3 separate regions of the Rattus norvegicus genome follow, and all the other regions are linked to region 3. Evidence: chromatin contacts called from public Hi-C data. All regions are on one chromosome and are shown on one strand. The core of a region is the stretch at or near the end of the contact, and the rest is flanking DNA. Distances in the headings are between cores, read along the strand shown. Region 1 holds the start of Cd28 (Cd28 molecule). Region 2 has its middle 43 kb from the start of Ctla4. Region 3 has its middle 45 kb from the start of Raph1.

Evidence for each region. A called contact is a pair of places that touch in the nucleus more often than the background predicts.
Region 1: a contact with region 3 is called in a Hi-C map of kidney, with 2.0 times the contacts expected there. The contact joins the promoter of Cd28 here to the enhancer-like site in region 3. A contact is called at or near these places in 2 of 12 Hi-C or Micro-C datasets (kidney and liver).
Region 2: a Hi-C map of liver shows a contact between it and region 3, with 5 times the contacts expected there. The contact joins two enhancer-like sites. A contact is called at or near these places in 2 of 12 Hi-C or Micro-C datasets (liver and mammary epithelial cells).

What each region holds. Positions count from the first base shown.
Region 1 is chr9:69,658,884-69,661,583 of GRCr8, forward strand. Cd28 (Cd28 molecule) reads left to right here and starts at 1,433. Exons shown (of 4, transcript NM_013121.2): 1 at 1,433-1,511. The coding sequence starts at 1,457.
Region 2 is chr9:69,768,665-69,771,364 of GRCr8, forward strand. No RefSeq gene overlaps it. Among named protein-coding and RNA genes, the nearest start is that of Ctla4, 43 kb to the right of the region's middle. Within about 2 kb of position 1,382, at least 26 of the 93 cell types and tissues checked have an H3K27ac peak or open chromatin away from gene starts, as enhancers often do. A contact at or near this core is called in liver, where this site is marked.
Region 3 is chr9:69,527,899-69,530,667 of GRCr8, forward strand. No RefSeq gene overlaps it. Among named protein-coding and RNA genes, the nearest start is that of Raph1, 45 kb to the left of the region's middle. Within about 2 kb of position 1,308, at least 5 of the 93 cell types and tissues checked have an H3K27ac peak or open chromatin away from gene starts, as enhancers often do. A contact at or near this core is called in kidney and liver, where this site is marked.

The DNA of each region.
Region 1 (2,700 bases), core at 183-2,682, 130 kb after region 3:
ACACACACACACACACACACACACACAGAGTGATAATAAATATGCAAAAACCAATTCTTAATCTGATTTAAATATTTAAAAATATATGCCTATAAAATTTCATGTTTTTTTCATTAATACATTTAATATTTGTTTTATATACCAGCTAAAACTTAATAAAATATCTACATCACATGGGGATGCCTTTGAAATTAACATATGATAACATATCTACAAAAAACCACAAACAAAACAACATGGAAAGTAATGGCTCAAATATTAAGTGCTTTTACAATTTGGGAAGAATGCAGGTAAACCTTGATTTTTATGCTTATATTTCTTTTTCTAAATTTTCTACATATGAAAAAAACAATACAAATTGTCCTTTAAAATATATACAAAACCACAAACGAGGCTGGTTTCACAAAGCTTAGATTATCAGGAAAGAAAAAAATAATCATGGAGAAAGTTTTGAAAAAGCTAACGTGTGTGAGATTCGTATAACCATGCAGTGCTGACACCTCATCGGGTGTTTACAGCTTGTATAAAAGCCGGACTACCAGGGAAGCTGTTGAGTACAGATGCTGGCCAGGAGGATCAAGGAAGGTTCCAGAAGAGGAATATGGGGCTGGCCATGCTGGTATACTAGTCCTGTCTATAGGCCAGGGGTTGAGAGGTGTGGAGGGCTGGTTACAGATACCCCAGGATGTCTCTGTGGTGCACCTTCCAATGGTCCGGGTTTTGAATGGTTCTTTGAGGGACATAGGGAACCTGTTTTGTTTGCCTCCTGTTTCCCTAAAAAAAAATATGGCGTTTTTATGACTTCCTCTTTGCTCTGGAAATTTCTGCAGCTGCTCAGCTCCCTGGGTGCTTGCCAAGTGTGTACTTGGAAAAGTGTGTACTTGGAAAAGTGTGTACTTGGGGGCAGTTTTCAAAATTGGTAGAAGTGAGCTGTACATACATTCCATAGGATTATGTTAAGATTGTTACAAGCATCAATTTCATAACATTTATATAGAATTTAAACACTTATATAGAAATCTCCCAACTTCCCACACAGCCTTATGTTTTGGGCTTGTCTGTAAGAGTTTGTTTTCCACGAGAGGGTTTTCTCTTTTCTTTAGAATACCTTGTTTGTCTGCTCTTGTCATTGCTGGACCCTCAGCACTCACATTTCACGGTTCTGTTACTCATCAGCAAATAACTCTCCTGAGCATATTATCTGGTGGTTGACACTCTTTTCAGTGCCTGGGGGTGGGGCAGTCGCTAAAAGAAGTAAAAGTCAAGTCATCAAAAACAGAATGTAATATCCTGTGTGAAAGTCACGAAGCCTTGTGGTTTGAATCCCTTGATCATGTGCCCCGTAAGGTGGCCCTGGATGGCAGAGAGTCACAGACCTTGGCAGGTGCCACTTAACTTCACACCACACTCGGCCTTGCTCACAGGAGGAGCTGCAGCCCTGACCCTCATCAGGACAATGACACTCAGACTGCTATTCTTGGCTCTCAGCTTCTTCTCAGTTCAAGTAACAGGTAAACAATTTTGATATCGTTTCTTCCTTAAGTATTTTTTTTATTTGTGTTCTTGTACCCAGCCTGGTTTGCTTTAAAACTGTAGTGACCTGTGGAACTTGAAAACATTTAAAATGTTGCACTAATATGACAAGCTACTATTTAGAAACTAGCTAATTCTCATAATACCGTAAATAGAAGTTTAACAAGAACCTTTTGGGAAGAAATAACATTTTATTTAACAACTAGTCCCAAGAACTTTTATATTCGAATTTTATTTATTTATTGTCTTGGGTTTTTTTGAGATAGGGTTTCTGTTTGTAGCCTCCGATGTCCTGAAACTCACTCTGTAGACCAGGCTGTCCTCAAATTCAGAGTTTCACCTGCCTCTGCCTCCTGAGCGCCAGGATTAAAGGCGAGTGACACTACCGCCCAGGTCAGGATTTTACTTTTTACATCCTAGAAACCTGTGATAAAAAAGTAAGTAGGTAAATTCTGAAGGTTTTGGATTAGCTTGCCTGGGCTCATATCTCAATTCTTCCTCATAGAATTTGGGACAGTATTTAAACGATATAAAGCTGTGTAAAATGGGACCCTAAATGAGTATCCCCTCAATTTCATTGTGCGATAAAAGGAAATGATCACTGTGACGGTCTTAGTTCATGCTTGACCAGTGAGCGTGGTGTTCATGCAAGTACTACATCTACCTGAATTCAGCGAGGGCCAAGAAGAATCCTGTAGTAAGCACAGAAGCTACTAGTAAGTTTCCGTTCACCGTTGGTGGAAATATGTTTACTTAGGTTAAATCCTTCAAATTCCCAATAGCAACGACAAGGAGGCTATATATTTATCAATTTGAAAGCTCTTACTCTGAACAGTCTTTGGTTCTCGAAAGTAAGAGCTGTTTACTGTCATAAACTTCATTCCGAATGAAGAGACCATTGGAAGGAGGCCATCTCCTGAAGAGAACGTTCAATAATTTCTTCAGAGGATGCAAGTCCCCAGTAACTGGCAACACACATTTACAGCTGGAGAGTCTTTAAAAGTTATTTTTAAAAGGTTTCTGCACATCATGTTTCAGGGATCTTAACTTTCTCTTAAAGGAATACTTAAGACATTTTAATGCACTAGATAGTAAGGCCTTACCATTATTGAAAGTCATTCAACATTAGTGATATTACACAGAATGCTTTTCTGATCCCCTCTGTAG
Region 2 (2,700 bases), core at 132-2,631, 240 kb after region 3:
TTGTTTCTCATTTGGGGCTATTATGCATAGGCTGCTAGGAATATTAACATATAAGTAAAGCCTCTGTTTTAATCTATTTGGGGGAGGAGTATATACTGTGGACTGGGTCATGTGGTAATTTTATTTTTAACTCCTGAGTAGCTGCCAAGCGCACTTTACATTTTATGTTGTATCTAGTGTCTACAGGCATGGTTTGATATAACACTGAAGCTCTGGTGTACACTGTTGTTTTTGGAGGGACCCCACGCCCCTCTCAGTTGTCAAAGCTGCTCCCCGTAATGTCTAGCAGATTCCCCTGGAAGATTCTGTAGTTATTATGATGAATTACTCTTAGTTTTAAAATGTGAAGCATAGACCAGAGGCTAAGTCAGTGTCATATCCCAGCCTTCTTCTCTCGGTAGTGAGACCTGTGCTAATTAACTCCTAGCTCTTGGAACCTTCCTTCGTGCTTGTGTAACCTTACCAAGTCTGTACTGGATTATTTCGGCCAGTGTGGACTTGTGGTTTTTTTTTTTTTTTTTTTTTTTGGTTCTTTTTTTCGGAGCTGGGGACCGAACCCAGGGCCTTGCGCTTCCTAGGTAAGCGCTCTACCACTGAGCTAAATCCCCAGCCCCCAGTGTGGACTTGTAAAGACCCATAGGAGGATGTTTCAGGCAGGAGCTAAAGCTCACGTTCACCTTCAAGCCAGCCTGTCACCATTTTGACAGGCAGAGAGGATGAGTTAGTTCTTTCTGTGCCTCACTGCTAGTTCCCGGTGTAGCTTAGCACAGTTGCTAAGGATGTAATGCCTCCGGACAGGTGACTGCAGCACAAATCCTGGCAATCCATGTGGCTTTCCTCAAAATTATTTAATGTCTTTGTGCCTTGGTTTCCTCACAGATAAATTGGGAATCGAGACCAACAATTTACTTCACGGGTTTGCTAGAGTCACGCCAAGTTTGTTAGTAGTGCTCCTGCAACGACATCTGGGCGTCATGTCAATGTTCTGTGTGTGGAGCGGAGTTGGCGGTGTTGACAATAGGATGATGTAAGCTCTCGACGCAGCCGCAGTTAATAATGTGTCACAGCTGTAACTCCGAGGACTAGAACCAAAGGGCAGGTGTGTGGCTCGGGGGCAGGGTGCTTACCTAGCATTTGTGAGGCCCTGGATTTGAACTCCAGCAGAAAACAGGCACCACTCCCAAACAAAACTAGTAGACTCAAAATAAATTTCGGACAGACAAAGGAGGAATGGATAGATACAGTCAGGTGTGTTGAAAAGCTCCTCCCTGGATTTTATCTTTGTCCCAGGATCACAAGGCTGGAACATGCTAAGTCCATGCTGCCTTCTTCCTCACCTACAGATTGCAGACTTCTATCTAGTTCTACCAAGCACCCTGTGCTGAGGCAAAGGTCAGGCTTGGAAAGCTATCATCACCAGGGCAAACATAACCGTATAGATCATGGCTAGGTCTGAGCTATAAAGCTGAGGGGACAGTGGACGATGTGGAGAAGCTCAAGGACAAGGACATACACAAGGAAGAGGGGGCATTATTTTGAAGAACACGTAGACTGGCCACTGTAGATAGAGTGGGACGAACTTCAGCCTTGTCTGAGGACTTGGGCATCAACAACAGAAAGGGCTTCTTAATGTGTCGCAATGCAAGGTCTCTTCTGTGACCATACAGCTGTGGAGAGACAGAAACTGCAGCACCCGTCTGGTGGATGTAGCAAGGATGGATGGTTCTGAAAATCCCACCCTGACACAGCAAATTTAGACGTGGCTGATTCAATGTGGGTGGGAACTAGACATTTGTGGAGCAGTCAGTGCCTGCCATCTATTGGCCGGCGTGCTTCATTGCAACTGTAAGAATAGGCTATGAGAGCCCATTGTTGAATTTTATCAATTAGTTGTGTCCTTTCTCTCTCTCTCTCTCTCTCTCTCTCTCTCTCTCTCTCTCTCTCTCTCTCTCTCTCTCTCTCCCTCCCTCCCTCGTGCCTACTAAAGCGGTTTCTTATTGCTTTGTAGATTCAACAGTTTTTGTGAGTATCAATAATTATATCTTTGGAATGAAATGGGAGGGGGTGAGCATTGCACAGTGATGTCATTGCATGAGGAGACACAGATCTTGGATCCCAGTTGTTAATGTATTTTTAATAGCCAAGAAATTCTTCCCCCTGACATTAAATGACCCAGGCATCATTTAAAAGCCCAGGGAAGCTTGCATTTTCCCACGGCTGACTGCAAAGGGGGGGGGGAGGGTAGAGGCTGGAGTGACCGCTGCTTTCTATTGTTCCGATGATATTCTTAGCATCCATGGAGGAAGGAAAGGCACCAAATGGAGGGAAATTTGGGGAGGCTTTGAGGGGGATGAAGTGGATTTTAAAAGGAAAGAGTCTTAAGGGATGGAGAAGATCATCCACCCTGTATGTTCCATGACTGCAGTTCAAGAGGGAGTTAAAGAAATACAAATTGGCAGAGAATAAATGAGAAAATGCCCAGCATCCTTAGCCACTGGGGAAATGCAAAATAAGACAACACTGAGATCCTTCTTTCTCCTGTCACCAAGAAATCAGCAAATGCTGACCGGAGGAGAGGGTGGCAGAAAGGAGTCCTTCTTTACAGCTGACGAGACTGGAGACCGGGGCAGTGACTGTGGAAATCTGTGCAGAGGTTCCCAGAGAAGCACAGCCAAGGATACAGTTCCTACATGCTTTAGC
Region 3 (2,769 bases), core at 58-2,557:
TTTTCCCTTGGAAAGGGAATTCCCACATTGCTCTGGGAAGGTTTACCAAAAGCAACATTGTACATTTCTTAAACACTATGAGGTCTATTAGGGATTCTATCCTATAGGGTTTTACCATCATTAGTCAATAAATTTCAATACAATAGAGTCTGTGAAATACAATGTGAAAAGATTAGGAAGGTTTTATGCTGTCTTGCCTTCTAAGATAAATTGAATAAGGAAAAAAAATCTCTCTCTCCTATTCCTGACATTACAAATTAAACCATCTGGGTTTTGGTTTAAGTCTAGGAACTTCATTAACATGGTGAGACATAAAAGAATTGCCCAAGGTAAAAAGTCCTATTACCACTGATTCATTGCAATTAACTAATTTGATGGACTGCTACTCCCCTGCCCCATGCTGGAGAGAAAGAAGTGAAGCCTGCAAACGAAGAGGGCCTTGGGGATCATCTTTTTACAGCAGAAACATCTAGGGATCTTTTTTGCTAGTTCAGCATGATGGAGACTGAATATTATTTATAACACCATCATTTCTTATTGTACTGAGGGAAAGGGAAACATTTTAGGTTTGTTTTTGTCTGACATATCTAGAGTCAACAGCCTCTTGTGTATATAGTCCTAACTGTAGTATAGAACACTGTCAATATTTAGTTACTTTCCTCCATGTGTAAATAAAAGAACTCTTAATCCTCTGTTTGAAAAACATTTTTTTCCTTCCTATTCTGCTTGGAAAGGCTAATTTTCAAAGTCTGTTTTTTCTGGTGTCCTTTGAGACTTTTTTTTCTCTAAGTATTTGCATTTGAAATGATATTTGGGGGATTGAAAAATATTTCCTTTATTTACTTTCCAAATAATGGAACTGACTCAGAAAAAGAGTGCTGGCATTAGCTGGAAACTCCATTAAGTCACAAAAATCAGACATGATTTGTACAGTCTTGAAGTTTAGAGTTGCTTCTGGAAATGCATACTGTCTCCCCTCCAACTCAGTTAAACAGACCTTTGTTAACGTTGCTGCTGGTGGAATAACCCCAGTGTATGAAGGCAGAGAAAGGAAAAGAGACCAGTGACGGCCAGCTGGGCTGCATTTGATATTTGCTCTTTTGTGGTACAATATTTTCTCCCAGGATTGGTAGGCGAACGCAAGAGCCTTTGATAAACTACAACACTGGCCCATTGTCTGCTAGCAGCACTTCAAAGATAAGCAATTCTTGTATTTTGGGAAACTCTTGGAGACTTTAGAACAGCAGGTTGGTGGTTCTGTGGAAAGAGCTGGCCAGAGTACGAAGAGCATGGAGAGACAGCAGTTTCCACTCTACTGGCACCTGACTGTGTGACTTGATCAAACCAGCCTGTTCCCATCCGCTGGTAGAAGGAAGGACTGTTTCACTGCAAAGGAAGAGCAGGCAGAGTGAACTGCTTTACAGAGGGTTGCCCCTGACATTTCTGGTTGTTGCGTAAGGAGACAACTTCAAGGGCAAATTCAAAATCGCTTTCTTGTTCTTGTTCTATGACTGTATCTTGAGCTGACTTAGGTGAATGAATGTTAGTTCCTGACTAGGGAGCAAAGTTCAAGCTGCCACTCTGGAACCCCACCCATCCTGGCTTGCACTTAGCTTTTCAATTCTTGAAAGCATTTCTGCAAACACATTCACAACAGATTCTCTGACTTGTTTTCAAGTATAAAATAATCCCAGAAGCCCAATTTCTCCTGCTCTACTGAGTCTGAAGCCCTGTTTCACTCTCTTCTTTCTTTTCAGAGTGAGGCACATTTTCCTTAAAATGTAGTCTGAGATCCATTCTGATTCACCGAGCACTCCTGTGAATGAGAGCCTGTTATCTCCTTCTCTTACTCCCAAACAACCACACAACCACCACACATTCTTGACAAGACATGAACTAGACACCCTTTCCATGCCTCCTGTTAACACCAAGCCTCTTGTCCATGGCCTTCACCAACATGTTCCTTGGCAGAAACCGAGCACATTGAAATGGAGTCACTCTCCTGACCAGTGCAGAAATAGGGTTAATTGCATAAGTTGAGGGAATTGGAGACTCAAGTTGCTCCTGATGTCTTTAGGTTAGAAAAATTTGCAAGAGAAAAAGGTAAATAATCCAAGTGTATGGAAATTATATTCAAAGACTCTTCTAGAAAATTTCACTACACAGGAACTCAGAATTTTATTTTTTCTCTTTTTTAAAAAGTAAGTCCATATTCTGTGTACTATTTTTCTTTCAGAGCATATAAATGTACACCACATCCATTCTCTTCCGTAAACAACCTTATTATGTCCATCCACTTCTGTTTTCCGTTTTGTGGTTAAATGTTTTATTCTTTATTATGCCGAAATATTGAGTTCGTCTCCAGCTAATGAGCATTTTAACTTTACTTTTTTGAGGTAGATAAGTTGGAAGGTGAAGGCATACGCCAAAAAATGCAACTTTTTTTTTAAGCAAGTCTGCTTTATAAGAATGACTTTGGTAGGAAGTGTGTCTTCTGTAATACTTGAAAATTAGAGGGTATTCTCTGAAGGTGACTCTTGCTGATGCTGTAAAATCTACATCATATCTGATGCAATTTCATCCATTTCCTATGTTTCTGGTTCAACTGGTGAGAACTCTCATGTTTCAATATGGAGGAAAGAAGTGAGCTGAGTCAGGTTCAGGATGATGGGAGTCACCAAACTGCTTTTCACTCACTAACATCATTCCAAGCACAGTTATCATGGCTAACATTTTACAGGTCTGTTTCAAGCTGGCAAGAATAAATGC